Regions from separate parts of the Mus musculus genome. Here regions 1 and 2 are each linked to region 3. The links are chromatin contacts, called in public HiChIP or PLAC-seq and Micro-C maps. All regions are on one chromosome and are shown on one strand. Each heading gives the region's core, a stretch centred on a gene start, on an enhancer-like site or on the middle of the called end of the contact. The rest is flanking DNA. Distances are from core to core; before and after follow the strand shown.

Evidence for each region. A called contact is a pair of places that touch in the nucleus more often than the background predicts. HiChIP or PLAC-seq counts read pairs in DNA pulled down with a chosen protein or histone mark.
Region 1: a contact with region 3 is called in an H3K27ac HiChIP or PLAC-seq map of embryonic stem cells, with 14 read pairs. The contact joins the enhancer-like site here to the promoter of Bmpr2 in region 3. A contact is called at or near these places in 1 of 15 datasets of contacts at CTCF or cohesin (the NIH/3T3 cell line), 4 of 115 datasets of contacts at active chromatin or transcription factors (the SCID.adh cell line, bone marrow-derived macrophages, embryonic stem cells and 1 more) and 1 of 9 other capture datasets (pancreatic islet).
Region 2: a contact with region 3 is called in a Micro-C map of embryonic stem cells, with 2.4 times the contacts expected there. The contact joins the promoter of Ica1l here to the promoter of Bmpr2 in region 3. A contact is called at or near these places in 1 of 39 promoter capture datasets (embryonic stem cells), 2 of 484 Hi-C or Micro-C datasets (both in embryonic stem cells), 5 of 115 datasets of contacts at active chromatin or transcription factors (the SCID.adh cell line, embryonic stem cells and epiblast stem cells) and 4 of 9 other capture datasets (adipose tissue, embryonic stem cells, liver and 1 more).

What each region holds. Positions count from the first base shown.
Region 1 is chr1:60,075,027-60,078,313 of GRCm38.p6, reverse strand. It overlaps Wdr12 (WD repeat domain 12), which reads left to right. Exons shown (of 13, transcript NM_021312.5): 13 at 73-1,446. The coding sequence ends at 150. Among named protein-coding and RNA genes, the nearest start is that of Wdr12, 21 kb to the left of the region's middle. Within about 2 kb of position 1,658, at least 29 of the 459 cell types and tissues checked have an H3K27ac peak or open chromatin away from gene starts, as enhancers often do. A contact at or near this core is called in the SCID.adh cell line and embryonic stem cells, where this site is marked.
Region 2 is chr1:60,041,841-60,044,978 of GRCm38.p6, reverse strand. Ica1l (islet cell autoantigen 1-like) reads left to right here and starts at 1,857. Exons shown (of 11, transcript NM_027407.4): 1 at 1,857-2,182.
Region 3 is chr1:59,762,413-59,765,762 of GRCm38.p6, reverse strand. It overlaps Bmpr2 (bone morphogenetic protein receptor, type II (serine/threonine kinase)), which reads right to left and starts at 1,484. Exons shown (of 13, transcript NM_007561.4): 1 at 1,035-1,484. The coding sequence starts at 1,110.

The sequences.
Region 1 (3,287 bases), core at 409-2,908, 310 kb before region 3:
AAAACTCAGTCATGTTTAATCGTATCTGACTACTGTATATTTATATTTACTTTCTTGTTTCTTTTCTCACAGCTACTTCTGAGTGGAGGAGCAGACAATAAATTGTATTCCTACAGCTATTCCCCTACCACTTCCCATGTGGGGGCTTGAAAATGAATGGCTGAGAAGAGACTTCCTTGTTGGGTCTTGTCTTAATTCTTAGTGTCTCACTGTTATTTCATAAACTGAATCAAATTTGAGAGAGGACTTATAGTACAGCTCAGCTGGTAGAATGCTTGCCTAAAATGTGCACAGCCCTGCATGCTATCTCCAGCACTGCCCAAAGAAAAATGGGCATGGTAGCACATTCCTGTAATCCCAGTCCTAGAGGTTGGAAGCAAGAGCATCAGAAATTCAAGGTCACCCTCTGCTGTATAGTGAGCTTAAAGGCAGCCAGCCATGGTTCCCTGAGTCTCTGTCTCCATAAGAAAGAAATCAATGGATAATCCTCTGATATCATTGTCAATGCAGAGACAGGAAGCAGCCTTTTAAAATTTGGATAACAGTTCATCTTTCATAATAGCAACATTTTACTGTCTTTGTCCTTCGTGCTTATAAAATACAGTAAGTATGTGGTCTGAATTCTGTCTACATTTTACCCTATGTAGACTCCTAAAACTTGAATTTCAGAAAGTATACTTTTTAAAGGGATATAGTACAAATGTAGTAAATTTGTTTTTTTTTGTCTTTTTGTTTTGTTTTAGTTTGACTTTTTAGTTAGCTATTTGAAGAGAAACATCTAGAAAAGACTAATAATGCTATAGGAGCCAGGCATCATAGCACACACTTATAACCCTAGCATTTAAGAAGTAGAAGCAAAAGGCTTGGGACTTGAGTAGGATTGGCTTCATAACTAGTTCAAGTCAGGAGCAGGATGAGACTCGGTCTCAAATAAAGAAAATGAAAACTTATAGGAGGGTCATCAAAATGGCTCAGTGACTAAAGATGCTTGCTGCCAATTCTGATAGCGTGAGTTCAGTTCTCAGGTCTGAACTCCTGCAAGCTGTCCTTTTCCCCACACACATGCACACATACTGTGGCATGCATACAACTAACCTGTAAATAAATTTAAAGAAAAAAGAAGTTTATAAAAGTATGGGGAAAACAGTCATCTAACATTAAAAGCAAATAGTAAAAAACAACAACAACAAAACACCACACACTAAAAGGTAGTGTGTATAAGAAAATAAGACTGTTGAGTGTTCAGAGCATTAAAACAATGTAGATGTTAATTTGTCCATTCATTGAGCAGCAGGGCAGTGATGGTTCACATCTTTAATGCCAGCACCTGGGAAGCAGGTGGATGTCTGTGGGTTCAAGGATAGCCTGGTGAGTTTCAGGACAGCCAGGGATAAACAGAGAGACCCTGACTCAAACGCAATAAAAAAAAAAAATAGTCTTTCCTGACTTAACTGTCTAGGCTGATAATGCAGTACGTAATGAGTAAGATTAAGGTAAAAAGGCTGGGTTGGAGGGGCAGCTCAGCAGTTCAGAGCACTTGCTGCTCCTGCAAAGGACCTGGATTCCATTTCCTGCATCCATTTGGCAGCTCACAGCCGTCTGAAACTCCATTTCCTGGGATTCAGACATTTGGCCTCCTGGGCACCAGACACAAATGGTACGCATACGGCATTCAAGCATTCCGAAGAACAAAGGTGAGGAGGCCCATGTATCAAAGACAAATGGAAGAAAGGGTGTGGCATCTGAAACTGGCCCTTTACCTAGTCTTAATCTCAATCCTGGTTCCATGGCAACCTTATTTCTGTTCAGGCCATTTCAACAGGGAAGCCCGAAAAGCCAGGGGCCAGGTATCATTGACGAGGATTGTATCTAAGCCTCTTAATCTGCCAAACTTTTCTCCTTCGGGCTATTTAAGTGCTTAGAACTTAGTCCCTAACCAGGAAAGTAAGAGGCCAACACAAGACTAAAGGATCTAGCCATCTTTTAACATGCTTTTCTTTTTCTTCAAGCGTTGTCTTCCTCTCCATGGTCCCTTTCCTTCTAGCAGAAACAGGCTTTACAAGTTTGTTTCTGAGGTTCACCTGGACCTGCTCACCTATCGCTGGGATAAATTGGAGTATAGGGATTATTTATGCTGTCTCATAGGAATGGAGTCTGTAATACATCGAGACTGGATCTCCTACCTAACCAATATCTGTTATTAGTGTTTATAATAAAACTCCTCAATTTAAAATTAGGCTTAGGCAGTGGAGGATAACTTAGTGATAGATATCATTAGTTAACATGTTTGAGGCCTTGTGTTAAATAGGTGTGCTCACACACACAAATTTAGGCTGAATATACCTAATTAAGTCAATTAAAGGGAAAAACTGAATTATTCAACTCCAGAATGTTGTTAGGGAAAAGGCACAAAGTGAGAGGCAGACATTAGAAGTTAGCCTCACTGGTGTCCCAGTGCAGAGAAAGGAAGACGAGGTAGTAAAAAGGCTGTAAACAGCGGTGGGAAGGAAGTCAGCTGTCAAGGATCTCATGTTGAGAGGCAGCTGAACCACATTTGGACAGGTGAAAGAGGGGGCAGGTTGTTTCCAACTGAGGGAGAGGCACAGAAAAATCTAAATAGCTTGAATACCGTTAGAACATAAGTGTACATAATACTTCATACACCAGGAAATTTTACTTCCTCTGAAGCCACCTTTAGATTCCTAGAAGCAATAATATTTTATCGTGGAAAATACGAAAAGAAAACCTTGCTTTACCTGGAGAAGACCCAGTGGAAGCAAGGCATTTAAAATTTATATTTTATGTAGAATACAGAAAATACCCTCTTAGAATTCCATTTGGAACTTAACAACTATGCATAGCCATATATCTATGCCTTCCAGGCTCTAGGGAAAGAATGACTGTTTAATATGATGTGTGACCCAGTCCGTGGGTCAGTCAATAGGGTCTGCAAGAGAAAGAGTGGGGACTGAGGAGCAAGGGACTTGAAGAATGGAGACAACACAGGCTATCTGCTCAAGGTTCAAGTCTCCTGTCTCATTTATTGAAAGGCAACTATGGGTAATATATGCACTCACTGGGTAGTGATATGTGCAGCTGGAGACACTTAACCACAGGTCCAGGATGTATAGGAGAAAAACAAGATGTTATCAGAGTGTGTACAGCTGTGGTAGGCTTGCAAAAACATGCTAGGAAAACAAGTCTCTCATCACAGTGGAAAAGTACCACATGTAAGTAAATTGCCCGAGATGGCTGCAGAGATGATAGCAGCTTTCTGCTAAGAGTCG
Region 2 (3,138 bases), core at 608-3,107, 280 kb before region 3:
AACAACAACAACAAAGAAACCTCAATAAAATTCTTGCAAACGGAGATCTAAGATCAAATCTGGCCTGCATAGTGAGTCCCAGCATAACCAGAGCTAGAGAGTGAGAACTTGTCTCAGGAAAACAAACAAAGAACAACAATAAAAAGTCAAATTTTAAAAATTGGATCAACCAGGGAAGAGCTGTTAAAACCTGGACCTGGGGCTGTTGGAGAGATGGCTCAGAGGTTTAGAGCACTAACAGCTCTTCCAGAGGTCCTGAGTTCAAATCCCAGCAACCACATGCTGGGTGACAGCCATCTGTAATGAGATCTGATGTCCTCTTCTGGTGTTTCTGAGGAGAGCTACACTGTACTTATTTATTTTAATAAATCCTTTTTAAAAATTAAATAAATAAAAAAACCTGGAGCTGAAGGGGACTAGCAGTGATCCATCTAACACATTCTCAGCCAGGTCAGTGGGTTGCTTTCTAGCCCTGTCAGGAAGGGCAGTAGGTTCTGAAGTGGTTATGGGGCACCCAGAAGTTTCTGTCAGGTTTCTGGCTATTGGGAGGTAGAGATACTCCTGCAGGAGCTGCTGCGGCTACCTGTCAGGAGCTTTCCAGCTTCGATTACAGAGGCCTTTAATTCAAGGTCAGCAGTCCAGACTGCAGTTCACTCTTGCCATGGTTGTACTGTGGTCCTCCACACAAAGTTTTTGCCCATCTTTAGTCTTTTTCATTTTGCTCACCTGTTGCTTCGCTGACAGCTGGACTCATTCAATAGCTGTGACTACCACTCGCTCCTTGCCTGGGCTCCTCTCTGGAGCCTTAGAAAGAGCTGCGGCCCCACTGACCCATCTCAGTGTGACACAAGGAAGATCCGGAGAACTATAGTTGACCAATCATATCTGCTTCCTGCTAATTCATATTCCTCCAAGGATTTGGACTTTGAGGAGCAAGAGGAGCTATTTGACACTTTCCTAGAGGGGAAAATGTCCCAATATTGCATACAATTTCAAGTATTTGCCCATTATTTGAAATCCAAAATAGCTGTTGTAAGAATTTAAATTTATCTTAAAAGTTATAGTTCAAATCAGCCCTTTATAGAAGAAGTAGCTCTTTTTCTAGTCTAAAACTTAAAAACTTTACATACTACTTTGTAATTAATATTCTGTTTGGACCCCTTACTTCGTGTAGTTCTCCATGACCCCTCAGATGGTTATCCTAAGAGTTAAAGGGGGGGGTCGTTATCAGCCTATATATGTCATATATACAATTAATTCGTATGTTGTAAACCTTTAGGAAAGTTGAACTTGGACGTTAAAACTTGAAAAGGAAAGCACTTTGAGTTTATTATTCCTTACCAGTAATAATTTTCCATTAGCCTTATTTCCATTCCCACCCCCCCCCCCTTGGGGTTTTTTGGCTCGGACACCACTTTTGCTCTTGAAGTCAGTTATTAACAGTTGTCCCTCTTTAAACCTTTAAAGATGAGGGTGTGACGCCTCGCGTGAACACTTGCCTCGCGCCGAGCCCGAGTACTAAGTGGCAACTGAGGCGCAGAGGCAGCGAGGGGAAGGCAGGAGCCGGGAGACAAGGCCAAGCCGGTCTTCCACGCACCCACCTCGGCTGCCTCGGCTCAGTGAGGGTCCGGGACTCAGGGCCTGGCGCCCGTCACTTCTCACGAGCAAGCGACACCCAGGGCGCGCGGCCTCCGCGGGCGGAGAGAGGCGCCGGGGCGCGCAGAGCGGAGCCGAGCGGAGCCGCCGCGCGCAGGGCCGCGGGTTTAAATCTCCCGCCGCCGAGCCCCCCACCTCGGCGCACCGGCGCGGCGGGCGCGGGCTCGCGGGCTCGCGGGCGGCGGCTGGGCCGGTGCGCGGAAGAGCTCAGCGCGGCCCGAGCGGCGAGGAGCGGCGCGGCTCCGGCGGCGCGGTGAGGGTCCGGGGTCTGGCCCTCCGCTCCCTCAGGGCGGCGGGCGGCGGTGGCCAAACCTGGTTCCCATGACGACGGCGGGCGGGGGCGCGGGCCGCGCGCTCTCCGTGGGCCGGCCTCAGGCGGCGGCCTCGGCGGACCCGACCCGTCCGCGGCGGGGGCGTCTCCTGCGCTCCCTCCAGGGGAAGGAAGCCGCGGCCTGAGGCCGGCCTGGGCGCTCCCGATACGGGGCAGATGCTCACAGCCCTGCGTGCTTTCCTGCTGGCTGCCTATGTACGTCGCGCTTAATTTATTACTATTATTGTCCTGTTGTGGGATGTCTTCAGAACAGACCAATTGCGAGATGGACGTGGTGAGAACAGAACCTAAGCAAAGCTGCGGGTCGTGGTGATGTCGGAATGCATCACCTCGCGGGGGGTGTCGGTGCACAAAGCCTCCTCTCCCAGGTGGGGACCCCAGCATCACCGCACGGATTCGGCTGGGGAAAAGCAGGCCAGGTGTCTCTGACCACTGACCTCACCTGGGTGATGATGCAGGCAGCCGATACCTGATGCTCTAAGAAAAATGGAGACGGGAAAAACAATCCTGCTTGGCGTCCTACCCGTGAGCTGTGGGCTTGCCAGTAGTGTGTGTGAATCGGGGATGCCATATAATGTATGATCTTCATGCACAAAACACACAACCTGCTAGCAACTCTGGGTCGCTGAAATAGTTTGTGGGGAGATGATGTTTCCCTGCGGTTTGGGCTCTAAGTATTTAAGTATTGGATTATTTGATTCTGGCTTAAGCGAAGTTTTGTAAAGTAATATTGTAAATACATCAATATTTAGCAGCTACAGGTACCTCATTCTTTAATGGAAATTAATTATATCTTTCAGTTATACATTTACTGGCCAAGAAAACATCTCCTAATGGTGGATATATATATATTTTATATGACCAAAGTTAAAAAATCATCTTATATTATCAGTTCATAACATTACCAGTTTTCTTTGAACTTTCTGTACTTATTTTAATAATGTGAAATGGGTTGTACATGTAGGTATTAAAAATAGCAAAGCACTGTCTAATTACCAGCAATCCTAACTGCTAGAGAAATCATTATAAGCTTTAAAAAAAGATTTATCTATTTATTTCATGTATGTAGGTATACTGTCACTGTCGTCAGACACATCAGAAGTTGGCATCGGATGCCCATTACAGATGGTTGTAGCCACCATGTGGTTGCT
Region 3 (3,350 bases), core at 235-2,734:
AGAATTCACTGAATGTGAAAATTACTTTTTAAAAAATTGTAAAACCATTACTTTGTGTACTCAATTTTAAATGCATACTTCATGTGACTATTTAAGAATTCATTCCTGAAATTTTCTAAAAGCAAATCACAGAAGACTGTTGCTTGAAAATAACTGCAATGAGAATATGAGTTGTTTTTTTCTCAAGGCGATTGAGAAGTAAAGAGGAAATGGCCAAAGGAAAGGGGAGTAGCATTTCCTTTCACACGTTAGGAAAATGTCAAAGAACTTTCAGGAGTCAAATCTCCTCGAAGTCTGATGTGAGGTCAAAATTGTCTCAATGACAGGAAAACCAACAGACGCCAGATGACTAATAGAAAAGTTATCAAAAACACTTCTGTGCCCAACAGTAATTCCAAAGGGATACAAAGTTAAGAATATCCAGGATAAAGAGACAGAGAATAGTTAAGATTCTTGGGAGCAAAACAATATTAATGATGACATCAACTGTGTTAGTATACACTGTTATCAAGATTCTCACACAGTGACTTCCTCAACGTTTACTCTATTCATCAGGTAACATTTTTTTTCAGGTAACATTTTTAAATAACGAAAAGTAATGTGGATTCCCAAAGAGTGATCTAAATGTAAAAATAAGGTTCAATCAAGTGTGTGTCTAGTTGTTCTTTTTATTGTAAACCAAATCTGCTTCTTTCCATCAAAGTAAAAAAACCACCTTTATCTCCAAAAATCTAATAGACAGTTCACTAGTGATTAAAATATTATTTTTAATCCTTGCATTACCTCACAGCTAAAAATGTCAAGATACCACACCCAATATGTCTTTTTCCCCCCGTGGGGGAGGGGTCAGGGAATACGGGAGTAGGGACGGGAAACAACACGCAAACACCGAAGGTGATTTCCCTGGCTGGCTCCTCCACCCGGATCCGAGAGCACACGTTGCGAGGGGAGAGCACAGGGCTCGGCCTCTGCAGGCTCTCTCCCTCGCCACCCACTGGAGTAGGAGCTGGGACATACCACCTAGGGCTACTCACCAGCCGTAGTGCTGACCAGCAGGACGGCCCATAGCAGCCAGGGCACCCGAAAGGGCCGATGCAGCGAGGAAGTCATCCCTGGGCCAGCAAAGAAGCAGGAGGGCAAAGAAAAGAAATCTGGAAAGTAAATTCGGGCGGAGAAATCCGGCTAGGAGGCTGCTCTTCGTCTGATTTATCCTGCCCGGATTACAATGCAGTTTGAAAGGACAAATGGCAGATGCGAGGACCTAGCTAGTAGAGCTCTCATTCCACTGCAGAATTTCCCTTCATTTCGCTCCCTCGTGGCTGGGGGGCTTCATTCGCCTAGGACGGGGTGTCTCGGCTCCCCAAATTGAAGGCATGTCCATGGGGAAGACGCAGGGAGCCCAGAAGAAACCCCTGCAATTATTTCCCTCGTAGTTTCACGATATCAAAAAAATACCCAGATCTGGGAGAAAACATATCCAGAGTGCCGGGGGGGGGGGGGGGGGGAGGGCGGGGACTCGATGGGAGCACTGAGGATCAGAACAAGTTCCCGACCGCCGGGAAGGGCGAAGCGGGGCAGGCAGCGGCGCCCGGCCGCCGGAGTAGCATCGCTCCGTACTCCGAGGACAGTGGGGTTCCTTTTAAAGTTTCGCTTCGTTGCTTCCTTCACTCGGATTTCGACATCAACAAATCCTTCCCACCGACTGGGTCGAAAAAGGTGCCTGCTTCCATGGGCGAGTCCACAGCTTCCTCGGAACAATCGCGCGAGGGTCGCTCAGGCCGGGCCTCGGGGCGCGGGGGAGGGGAGGGTCGCGGCGACGCGGCGAGCCCGGGCGAGCGACACGCGGGGAGGTGCGGGGCTGGCCCTTCGAGGGCGCTCCGCCCGCGGCCTCGCTCTCGGCTACTCCAGCCCCTCGCTCTTGCCTGAAGTAAATTCCACCATGAAAACCGGGTCTCCTCCCGTCGATGGCTTGCGGGAGCGAATCACAGCCCCTCTGGAGAAAGCCGCCGCCGCCGCCGCCGCCTCGTTCTCCGCAGCTCTGGGCTCCGGGCGGAGCTCGGGCGTCGCGGGCCGAGGGCGGGGGGCGGCGGGAAGACGGACGTAGGTGGCCGAGGAAGGGGGTGGGCAGCTGAGCTTGCGAAACACCCCGAGCCCCTCCGGGAAGCACCTCCAGCGGTTCCAAGCAGACCAGACACAAAGGGGGGAGTCGCCGCAGCTGCCAGTCTGAGGCGCTCCCGGTCACCGGAGTCGCCCCGCCCCCGCCGCCGCCTCCTCTCAGTCTCCGGCTCTCCAGCCGACCCCTGTCTGTCTCGGGCCTGTGGTGCAGCGCGGGCGGCGGCGGCGGCGGCGGCGGCGGCGCCACTGAGCCGCACTGCGCCTGCGCGCCCGCGGCCCCGCCCGGCCCCGCCCCTCACTCCCAGGCTTGCTGGAGAGTGAGGCCCTCGCGCGGCGTCTCTCGCCTGGGCGCCCAGTGCAGGGAAGGGTTGTCGTGGGCTGCGGGTGGGCAGCCTAGGTCCCTTTCCTCACACAGGCGAACGCTCCGCACGTGGACGCCGTGCGATCTGTTCAAGCGTGTAAGGGAGGGCGGCCACAATCTTTTGTTTAACGTAGGTTAAAGGCTACCCGGGAAGGTGGGCGAGAAGCCTCGAAGGCACGCCGTCGTTGTTGGTGGCGGCGGGCGCATCCTCCTCGGTTTCCCTGAGAATCCCGACCGAGCCGCCTTTCCCAGGAGCCGAGACCCGGGCCTCGTCGGGTCCCCCTCCCGTCGCGGCCCAAACAAAAGCCTCCTGCCTCAGTCATGAAGACCGCGAAGCTGACGTGTGTGCGCTAGTCTGGGTCGGGCTTTCCTCGAACAGCCATCCCCGGGGCCCTCTTGGATGACAAGGCTGCTGAGCAATTGCGAGCACGCGAGACCGGAGAGAAAACTTAAGATCGCACACGCCGGCCTGCTGTGCGTGCGCGTCTCCTGCTCCGCCCGCACCTCTCCTGGGGAGGGTTTTATTCACAAAGGCCCGAGGGTCTTTGCAGGGCCTGTTAAAGGAGAACTGCGACGCAGTGTAGTTGCTTCTAGGTATGGAGTGTGGTCCTAGCTCCTCACTCATCGAATAGAGACAGTCCCGCCAGCACTGCAGTTTCCTAACCACTTTAAACCTCTTTAAAAAAAAAATCTCAATTTGGCTTGATTCAGGCAACCAGGATAGGGAAGGGATCCCCTACAGGGTCAGCCGACTTGGGTGGGATTTTTGCTAGGGGAGAGGGGAGAAGATGACGTGCTTGGCGCCATGATCGGAAGTCTGGGTTTAATTCTTTAACTGCGAGGTGGAAAATTTGCGTGGGAGGGCGATCTTAAG